Regions from separate parts of the Mus musculus genome. Here region 2 is linked to region 1. A link is a contact called in public promoter capture Hi-C data. All regions are on one chromosome and are shown on one strand. The core of a region is the stretch at or near the end of the contact, and the rest is flanking DNA. Distances in the headings are between cores, read along the strand shown.

Region 1 (4,815 bases), core at 683-3,182:
CCACTGCCTGCTCGGTTGCAGTCTGTTCCTTGCCTGCTTCAGCATCTGCTTTTACCTCCTGGCTATTTCTGCGGTCCACACCCCTACTCCAGTTTCCCCAGGCTTCTAGCTCAGGGCCTGCAAACCCCACAGGCCCAGGATATTCCTTCAAGCTTAGCACCCGCTCTGGGCTCAGGTCTGGAGCTCCACTAGTCTCTTCCTGACCCTTCTGTCCTTCCTCAAGTTGTTTAGTTAAAGCCTGGGAATGTCTCACCAGCTCAGGGTCCTGTCCTTCAGTGACCTTTACTCTCAATACCTCTGGTGTCATCTGGGCGGCTTCACTCCTCTCTCCCACAAACAACTCCTCAGTGCTGACTTCTGGAGAGTCTTCCCAGTCAGGTTCATCTTTAGCCTCCGTGTCTAGGACTAGCGTAGGCTCTGTGGCCCAGGAGTTCCTTTTCTCCCTGGAGGATTCTTCTGCCCGTACCTCTTCTTCTAGACTCACTCCATTATCCCTGATGGCTAAGTCTTGCCTCTCCTCATCCTCAAAGCTGCCCTCTGTTTCCTGTTCTCCCATAGCCTCCTCTTCAGCTATGTGGCCTTCAGTCATCTCTCCAGTTCTCTCAGCCTCCAGGGTCTGGATCGGAAACCTAACTTCAGCCTCTCTCTTCTCGTCGACCTCATCCTGCTGGTCTCCCTTGTCAGCCTCTTCTAGGACCCAGACTCTCCCAGTAGTTCCTGGGAAGTTGTCTCCTGGGTCTGACCCGTATTCTGTTCCCTGAACTCCTAGGCTATCAGCCCCCTCCCTGTCTGAGACTGTCCAGGCCTCTCTACTCAACATGGCCTGGTCCTCAGACTCGGCCCCGGGGCATTGTGTCCCCTGTGCCCTTGCCCTTTCACCATCCCTCATTGGGACCATCCTCTCCTCTTCCTTGTCAATCCCTTTGGCACCAAACCATTCGATTTCTGCAACCATGTCTTTGGCCACCCAGTCTATCTCTTTGCTGTCCTCTGTCACATGCTGCCCCTCAGTGCCAGCATTCCCCCCAGGCTCGCTGTGCCAGGTTGGCTGTGACTCCACCCCCTCGGCCATCCCTGACTCTGCTGCTCTGACCACCTCCTCCTCTTCTTCCTTCTGTTCACAGGTTCTCAGAGGCTCCCCACTGCTTGCTTCCTCTTCACCGTGCTCCCAGATCTCCTGGGCTGTATTACTGCTCCTGTCTCTGTGAGTCCCAGGCTCTGCCTCAGGCTTCAGTGGGACACTTGGCTCCTGGCCCCTGGCATCCTCAGCTGCCTTCCAGGACCCAGTGTCCTGCCTTTCTGCTTGGGGCCTTGCAGAGCTATCTGCTCTCCACCCCCAGGTCTGTTCACCAGCTAAACTTCCTTCTTGGCATCTTCTAGTCTCTTCGGGTGCTTCTACCCCCTCACTCTGGCCACTTCTAAGTCCCTCCAGTACCTCCTGGGCTTCCTCTCCTACAACCTTCCCCTCAGTCACCTCTCCCAGTTCCTCAGCTGCCTGTGTCTGCCTCTCTACTGTGGGGACTGTGTCTCCTACGAGGTAGGACACAAACGCACTGAAGGAGTCCTAGAAGAGAAGAAAGAAGAGTGAAGGCACTCAGGGGAGGTCTAACCACTTCCCCAGGAGTACACTGTTAACAAAGCCCAGGTAAGAATCAGGGATCTGGACGTCTGCTAAGGGACCCCGACAAGGCCTAGCTTGAATAAGTGGGTACACTTGTAGAGGCAGGAGATTGAAACCCAGGAAGGACTGGGCTAGGAGTCTGGCTGACTGTAGGAAAGGGAGCTCAGGCTTCAGGAGAGGCTGTAAGGGAGAGGAAAGGTGAGACTACGAGGAATGGTGGAAGTTTCGGGTATCTCTCTGCCCCTCTCACCAGTGCTCCCCTCAAAGCCTGATGTAGCCCAGGGAGACGAAGCCGGAGAAAATCCATCCTGCAGGTCTCTGTGTGTCCAGAAAGCTCACAATGACCATCCGTCCCCACCCACGAAGTCCTCCCCAGCACCCAAGACACTTCCTCTTCCCCTGACTCTCCCTGACAAATCTCCACCCCAGGCCCTGTGCACCTCCCCCCTGCTCATGGATGACTTCATGACAGGCAGGGGGATGGCTTAACAGTGTCCAGGTGACTCAGACTCGGGTGCACATCTGGAACTAAAGGGCAGAGGATCGGGCCAGAAAGGGGAAAGGGAAAAAAAAAGTGGAAACAGGAGACCTCAGAATTGGGTATGGGGGAGGGGGCATTCGGCAAGTGCAGCCTGAGTGACTCAGGTCTTGTATTCGCACCTCAGCCATTTCCGCCTCCTCCAAGCCACAGCCTTCAGTGAGAGGAAGCTAGGGTTTGTGGTTCCTGATTTATTTGGGGGAGAAGCTGTAGAAGTGAGGATAAGGCCACTGGAAGTTCTGGGTTCCCATTTTCAACGCCATTAAGATTTTTCTGGGGATGAAAGGTCTGGATTGGTGCTCAATGCCCACACCCTCACCTATGGTTATTCTTGTACTGTGGTCATGTGTCCTCACAGCTTACTGTGAGTTCCTTAAGGACAGAGGCTGCAGAATTTCTAGAGACTCGTTTGGGTAGGAGGATCCTTTTTCTCACTGTTTGAGTGATCTAGGAAGAACACCACAGGAGGGCATATTTCAAACGGCAAATCTTAATGACAGGTGGTTGAAAAGACCCGGGAGAAGTGGGCAGAGGCTGCTGGAATCCATAGCAGAGGAATAGGCTTGATGAAGAATGGTCAAGATGCTGCCCTGCCATCGAGTGGAAGGTAAGGGAAGGACTCCTTATTTGGAACTGTGAGGTGACACATTCCAACTATCCTCTCAGCCTCATTCTCCTAACTTCCAATTAGGACAAACGGCTGACATCACAGACCAGGAAAAACACCCATAGCAGCTTTCTCAGTGAACTTAGCACCTTTGCTCTATTTCTTACTGCTGAGTCTCTGAAGTCAGCTAAAAGTCTAGCCTCTGTTGCACAGTGGGGCGGAGGGACCTTGGTTTTCTCTTGTAAAACCAGGGGTTGGACAACTTTCGTGGTATTTGTTGTTCTAGGATAGTAAGGCAAAGGGGATTTAACCGTAACATCGTGAATATTGCCACAGATAATTCATAGAATGCTGTTTTGTGGGTGTTTATTTTTAATCGATCTACTCTCAGCTACTTCCCAGATGCTTATTATAGGTCTTTACAATAGGTCTGTAAGGACAACAGATAACACTTGAGGCTGGTCGCCTTTGCGCTCAAGCAGAACTTGTCCTTGGGACGTTGGGTGGGGTAGTGGGACATCCGCAGCAAAGTAGCCATAATTGTTTCAGGCAAGTAAGAGCTGCAGGAAAGAAGCTGAAGCCTTCCGCGCCATGACTAGTACTGGCAGATTTGGTCGGCGTCTAGAGCGCCGCTTTTCATGGCTCTACTTGTGGCTCCCTTCGACTCCAATTCAAAATCAGTGCTTCCAGCGTTCTCTCGAACTCTCCTTCTTTTATTCTCCGAAGTTTGAGAAGTCCAAAGGCGAAAAAGAGAAAAAAGGACCCGGAAGTAAGAAGCAACCCTCAAGCACGTGATGGAAGGCTCACGGGTACTGTCACGTGACCCCCAACCTGCTCGTCTACCTTGCGGAGAGTTCAGCTGCTCTTAAAGGTACAGGCCTGGGGGCGGGGGCTTTGCTTTAGAGGGGCAGGGGGCGGGGTCAGGCGGGTGGGGCGTGGGTGAACACGAGCTGGAGATCTGGGGATCCTTCGACGGACATGTCGTGTATAGCAGACAGCGGAACCTGGGACTGACCGCGGGGCATTGATCCTTCGCACCCACCTGTCCCAGACTTTAATCTGTTTTCTTGAAGCTAGCTCGGAACACACGCTGACTTTGGGCCCTTTGGGGGACCCGAACTCAATGTTATGGGAAGTTCTGCGGGCTCGTGGAGGCGCCTTGAGGATTCTGAGAGTGAGTGCTCTCATCGGTTGCCTTGGGAATGACCACCTCTGCCCGCGGCTCTCCCGAGGAGTTGGGATGCTGGCCCTGCCCCCTCAACACCATGCGGGATAGGCGGGGCCTTCGTGTACCCGAGTGAGTGGGGGGTCATGCTTTCTCTACCTCCCAGGGGAGGAGACCGACTCAGAGCCCCAGGCCCCTCGGTTGGATAGTCGGAGTGTCCTTTGGAAGAATGCAGTGGGTTTCTGGTAAGTGGTCTGAGAGTTGTGCAAAAGTAAAATGCCAGCTGGGCGTGGTGGCACACGCCTTTAATCCCAGCATTTGGGAGGCAGAGGCAGGCGGATTTCTGAGTTCGAGGCCAGCCTGGTCTACAGAGTGAGTTCCAGGACAGCCAGGGCTACACAGAGAAACCCTGTCTCGAAAAACAAACAAACAAACAAACAAACAAAGTAAAGTGCGATTGGAGCAAAGATGAGAGCCAAGTTGTGAAAAGCAGTTGAATACACAGATACTTAATCAACTGTGAACTTTCCAAGTTCCATTAAATTCCCACCTTCACCTATTGATCAGATCTTAGTATCTGTAGAGTTATTTATTAAATGTTTTCCTCCAGCTAACTTTGTTTTTTTTCCTCTTCCTTCCTTTCTTTCTTTCTTTCTTTCTTCCTCTTCCTCCTCCTCCTCTTCCTCTTCTTTTTCTTCTTTTTTTTGGAAAGGTCTTTAAACCCTACAAGCAGTAAGGGCTTACTTTGACCTTTCTAATCCTGCTTTTGCCTTCCAGGTGCTGCAGTTACAGGCCCTACTGTAGCACAATGCCCAGAACACCCATTGTTTCTGTTTGCAGTGCAGGGTATTAAAAGCAGGTCCTTCCCGGGCTCACGCACTGTT
Region 2 (5,185 bases), core at 2,328-4,827, 1.2 Mb before region 1:
GGGGGGCTCATTCCCCCCCTCCCTCTCCTTCCGTTTGGGGGGCCCAGGCACATCGTCAGGGGTAGGGCCAGCAGGTAAGGGTCCCTTTCTTCTGGGCAGGGGTGGTGGAGGTGGTGGTTCCTCTGTCAGCTTCCATCCACCCCCTAGGTTAGCGCCTTCCTCACCATTGTCAGCCCTGCGGCGCCCTGGACCCTCACCTGCATCCTGGAAAGTGTAAGCTGGGGATGAGGCCCCCAGCTAGTTCCGGATCTTCCACCCTGTCCCTATCTTAGCCCCTGCTTTACCTTGCTTGTCCGTCCTTCCTGGGTACATCGGGGGCACTCCCAGCAGTTGGGTATCTCGGAATTGATAACACCCTCAGCCTTTCCCATCTGTAGGCAAGAGACCAAATAATGAATAGAAGGTGCCAGGATATGCCCTGGGACAGTGTGGCCTACTTCCTTGCTCCCCGACAGTCTACCCCAGCCAGGTTGCAGGGTTGGTTCCCAGGATTATCACCTTCAGGCAGCCAGGGTGGACGATCTCGTTGCAGATTGTACACTCCATGAGGCTCAAACTAAACTTCTCGTCTTCTCCCTCCACTGTATCCTCCTTTCCAGCCTCCCCGCACAAGAGGCACACAGCTGTGTGTGGGAGCACGGGCTGTTGGGAAAGAGGGGCCGTCAGGGACCTCAAATCCAAGCTGGAGGGTAAAGGCTCTTCCACATCAGCTATAGGATGAAGGAGGTCAGAACCCATAGGCCAGATACTTAATTTGCCAGGATGGCCTTCGGCGATGGATTTAACCTCACCACTCCTCTGTCGCTAAGATGGGGTGACAGACCTTTCCTTTACAGGACCATGGTTAAGAACAAGACAACACATGAGGGGCTGAGACACGGCTACTGTCATTATTATCATTAGCACAGGACTCGGGACTGGCTTGGAGTGGAAGAGACCACAGGTAAATGACAACGCTCAGACAAGTTAAAGAAGTAACAAGTCTGGGGGTAATTCTAAGGTTGTTCAGGGGGCCGTCCAAGGGTGAATCTGGAAGCCCACAGTGAGCCCAGTAGGAAAGGTCGGTGGAACATATAAGGTCACAGCTGCTTTAGGCCTAGGGTAAAGGCAGAAGTCTCCAGACAATGTGACTTCAGGGAAGACAATGGTAGGACTGAATCATATCAGGGATGCTGACAGCCAGGGATCTAGATCAAGGGAAAAGTATCAGAAGGTGAGGTGAGGCAAGGCGCTGGGGGACAAAGGAAGGGGAAGGGCTGAGGGGTGAAAGTGCAACCAGGAAGAGTGGCTGGAGGAGGAGGAGAGGCGGGCTGCTGGGGAAAGGCCATCCTGGTGCCCCAGGCTGCTGAAAGGATGAGGGAGGCAGAAGAGAACCTACGTTTCCCAGATAACTCCGGAGCTGGGCCTTTCAATAGGACATTCATGGCACACTACTATCTAATCTTTGCTACGAAGCAAAAGAAACATTTTACAGGGAAGGTACTTGAAGTTCAGAGTGACTTGCTCAAGGTCACAAGACGGGGGTCCTGGCCTCAATTTCAAGACACCTGAAGGTGTGTGAAAGACCTGAGAAAGGCAAAAGCTTTCTCCCATGGTAGAGCTGGGTCCCCTGAACACAGATACCTGGGGGCAGGGGCATACGGCAGGGGCCGAACTCTCTACAGACCTGAGGCTGACTCTTCTGTGTAGCCCACTTTTCGACAAAGACAAAAATCAAACATTTAAGCAAGTCAGTGAAGAAATGCAGAAGTGAGTGTATGAGCAGCACCCCTAAGGGACCCCGGGGAAGCTGCTGCTGCTGGACACCCAGAGAATGCTCAGGCCCCGTACTACTACTGATGGTGCTCTGGGCAAATAGGCCTGAGGTTCCACATACCCCAGGCATGGGGCTCAAGACTCACCGCGGTGCACTGCCGAAGCAGGCACGACTGCTTCATGCGCCCGGGCCCCCCGAACTTCTTCATGTCTCGGCAGAAATGGCAGTCCCCGCACTCAGTTCGCACACAGGCCCGGCAACGACGGCAGCGGGTTCGGCGTCGGCGCGCTCCGGCCCCCGGTCCCCGGCTGCTCGACGACATTGGGGGCGTCAGCAACGCCGAGGGCTGTAGGCAGATGGTTGGTAAGGTCAGAGAGGCCTGCAAAGCCTGGCCTGAGAGTCTCCTGGCCGCAAGCTCACTACACCTCTGATGGGGGCAGAGCTTCTGTTTCTACCCTCAGAGAAGGTCAGCCTTTTAGTGTGTGTCCTGAGCAGAGGGCCACTCCCTCAAGACCTCCCGCCTGCTGGAAGGAGGGACACTGAGGCCCCTCCTCTAACATCCCAAGCCCAGGTTCCTGGAAAAGGCTTCAGATCTGTAGCATTACCTGAGGGAGCTTCAACTCATACCTGTTGTTACCCACACCCCCCATTCCCTCACTGATTTACCTCCAGATTCCAGGGGCATGCACCACACTCTTTCCCCTCTCCCTTCTCTCACGTGGGTACTTAGTCATCCAAACCTTTCAAACCTTGGTACTCTAGCCAGACCCACTCCATTTCTAGTGACCCAGTGTGTGCTCTCCACTTCCCCGGGCTGACACCCCTGAAATGCTTAGTGTCCCCTCTCAGCCCACACACAAGTCCTTGGGGGCTCCAAATTATCCAATAGGATCCCTCAGGCAATCTGGGTAATCTCCCAGACTCCCTAGGATTCTACAAGTTGCCCTAACATCTCAACAAAATTCAAGGTGGGCTCGGCTTTAGGTCTTCCCGCCCCCATTCACATCTTACCAGCCTGCTTTTCATCCCTAATTGTCTGGAATCCCTGGGGCTCTCCTGCCCCTGGAAACCAGATCCTCTGAAATCCCACATGGACTCAGCAAGCCTGGGGGGGTCTCTTCCCAATCAGTCTTAGACCTGCTTCCCCCAGGCTTCTCCCTTTCCAAGGACTTCCAGACCATCCACAGGGTATGGGGCCCTCCAGCACTCCGGGGGAGGGGCCTAGAGGGCGGCGACTGGAGGCGGGGTGGAGGGGGAGGTCTGCAAGGGGCAGCAGGGTCGGGGAAGGAAGGCCACTTCCCTGGGGTTGGAGGTTATAGGAGAGAAGGTTGGAGAAGGAGTTTGGAGCAAAGGGAGGGTGAGGCTGGGGGCGGGGAAGGAAGGGAGAGGCCAGGCTGAGGATGAATGGGAGTGGGAGCTGCCCAGGTCTGGGGGTGAGGAGGAGCCGCATGAACCCACCTCACACGTGTCCCGGGAGCCATCTCTCCCTTCTCGGCAGCTCCCGGCGGGTCGGCGGCCATCGGCGGCGGGGGGGCCGGGCGGCGCGGGGCGCTGAACGCTCAGAACGCCGGGGTCCACGGCCCCCCGAGGGCGCTCGGCCCCTCCCTCCGGCGGAGGCCGGGACAGCAGCGAGTGGAGATGGGGAGCGCCGGGGGCGAGGCCCTCCCACGGGCTGCGGCGCGGCCCTTCCAGGGGGAGGTCCTGCTCTGGGGGGCTCAGTCCCTCAGCCCCCCCAGGCCAACGGGGGCTCCTCGGGCGCAGGGTGCTCAGCTTTTGCCCGGGCCCCACTCAGTCCCGGGTATGAGTCTCAGCTCCCCACCCCCACCTTTCCCCAAAGCCCCCGACCCTTAACTGGCCCCTTCCCAGCTCCAACTGCCCAGGGGTCCAGGGAAAGACCAGGGGCCCCCCACCGTTTCCGGGGTTCAAACCCCGCCCACCGCCGGTTCCCGGGGAGGGGGGGGTCGCTGCAACCTGCCCCCCTCCCCTGGGTCCGCCCCTGTACTGCGGCCCCCTGACCTACAGAGACAGGGCGCGCAGAGGGGGGTGAAGGAAGCTGCTCCGGCCCCGCCCCCCCCAGCCTGCACGCGCCCCCGCCCTCCCCCCTTCAAACGCGCGACCCTCAAGATATAAAGATTTAAATAAAATTTGAATAAATCCACTCCTAAAATGGGAGGGTATAAGGAAAGGATGGGGCAGAGGCAGGAAGGGGGTGGGGGCAGTTGGGATGTCTTAGCACCCCTACTCCCCTAGCCTCGCGCTGCTTCGGCCCTGGGCCCAGGTCGCCGCTCTCATCCCTCCTCAGCTCCTTCCTCCTTCCTCCTCTCCTCCCTCTTCCCTCCCTTCTTCCCACCTCCTCCTCCTTTTTACTCCCTCCTTCTCCCAGAGGAACCCCGCCCCCTTCTCCCTCCTTCCTTCACCACCTTTACTTTCCAGGACGAGCGCGTGCAAAGCACGACGGGAGTTGTAGTTCTCCAAATTCTAGCACTATCGTGGGAAAAGTGGGACACAAGGGCCAGCCGGTACTACAAATACGATGGCGAGAAGGATGCCACGCTGGAAGCCGAGCATGGCGGGAATTATAGTCCAGTTGACCCGAGACTCCCCGTAGCAGGACATAGAGAAGGAGCGGGAAGAATGACTACAAGCAAGATGGCCTTTTCCCCCGACCCGACCTCCTTTCCAGGCACTCACACGCCCTCTGGTCCACAACCCTCCGCGCGTGTGGTACCTGACGGGAGTCGCAGTCCAGCTGCTGCCTTCCCGCTGCCATTTCTACTCATCAGGAACAATGGAAAGGTGAAAAGAAACGAGGACTACAAGCAAGATGGCGATCGAGGGGCGTACACCTAATAAGTCGATCTTATGAAGTGGGATGGGAATAGTAGTTTTCTAGCCTTCCTATGTTCCTTTAAGAATGCCAGAACCGGGAGGATAAAGAGACTACCGTAAAGATGGCAGGATACCTAACCTTTCCTGGCTGCTTCATTCTACCACTTGGAGCTCCTCGCCCGCCTGAACTATCAAAATCCCGCACTCGATGATGCAAAGCCAGACGGGAATTGTAGTCTTCCTCGCTCCCCTCTTTATCTTCTGTCGAGACAATGGAAGTGAGCGGGGCGGGGACTACCACAAAGATGGAGGGTGAAGGAGCACATGATGCTATGGGATTTGTAGTCCAACCGCTAATACTATTCTCGGCGGATGTGTAGGAGAGGACTACTACAGAGATGGCAACCTAGTCGCTTGCCCCTCGGTGCCGGTACCTGGTGGGTTATGTAGTCTCTGCTTTAGTTGTACAGAGAAAGGACGCTACTGTTGAAATATGTATCACCGTGAACACGCCAAATTGCTAGCGGACGGAAACGGAAAGTCTCTTTGCTCTTGGCCTCCTTTTCTAAAGGGCTTGCAGGGAAATGTAGTCCCAAGTTT

The links. Capture Hi-C pulls out chosen DNA fragments and counts their contacts.
Region 2: a contact with region 1 is called in a promoter capture Hi-C map of adipose tissue, with 4 times the contacts expected there. The contact joins the promoter of Fbxl19 here to the promoter of Apobr in region 1. A contact is called at or near these places in 1 of 39 promoter capture datasets (liver), 1 of 115 datasets of contacts at active chromatin or transcription factors (astrocytes) and 2 of 9 other capture datasets (adipose tissue and liver).

What each region holds. Positions count from the first base shown.
Region 1 is chr7:126,582,125-126,586,939 of GRCm38.p6, reverse strand. It overlaps Apobr (apolipoprotein B receptor), which reads right to left and starts at 1,932. Exons shown (of 4, transcript NM_138310.1): 1 at 1,872-1,932; 2 at 1-1,564. The coding sequence starts at 1,928. Cln3 (ceroid lipofuscinosis, neuronal 3, juvenile (Batten, Spielmeyer-Vogt disease)) reads left to right here and starts at 1,123. Exons shown (of 18, transcript NM_001146311.2): 1 at 1,123-1,645; 2 at 2,660-2,766; 3 at 3,493-3,637; 4 at 3,844-3,940; 5 at 4,098-4,176. The coding sequence starts at 3,895.
Region 2 is chr7:127,745,167-127,750,351 of GRCm38.p6, reverse strand. It overlaps Fbxl19 (F-box and leucine-rich repeat protein 19), which reads right to left and starts at 3,577. Exons shown (of 11, transcript NM_172748.2): 1 at 3,215-3,577; 2 at 1,902-2,102; 3 at 499-642; 4 at 285-371; 5 at 1-204. The coding sequence starts at 2,078.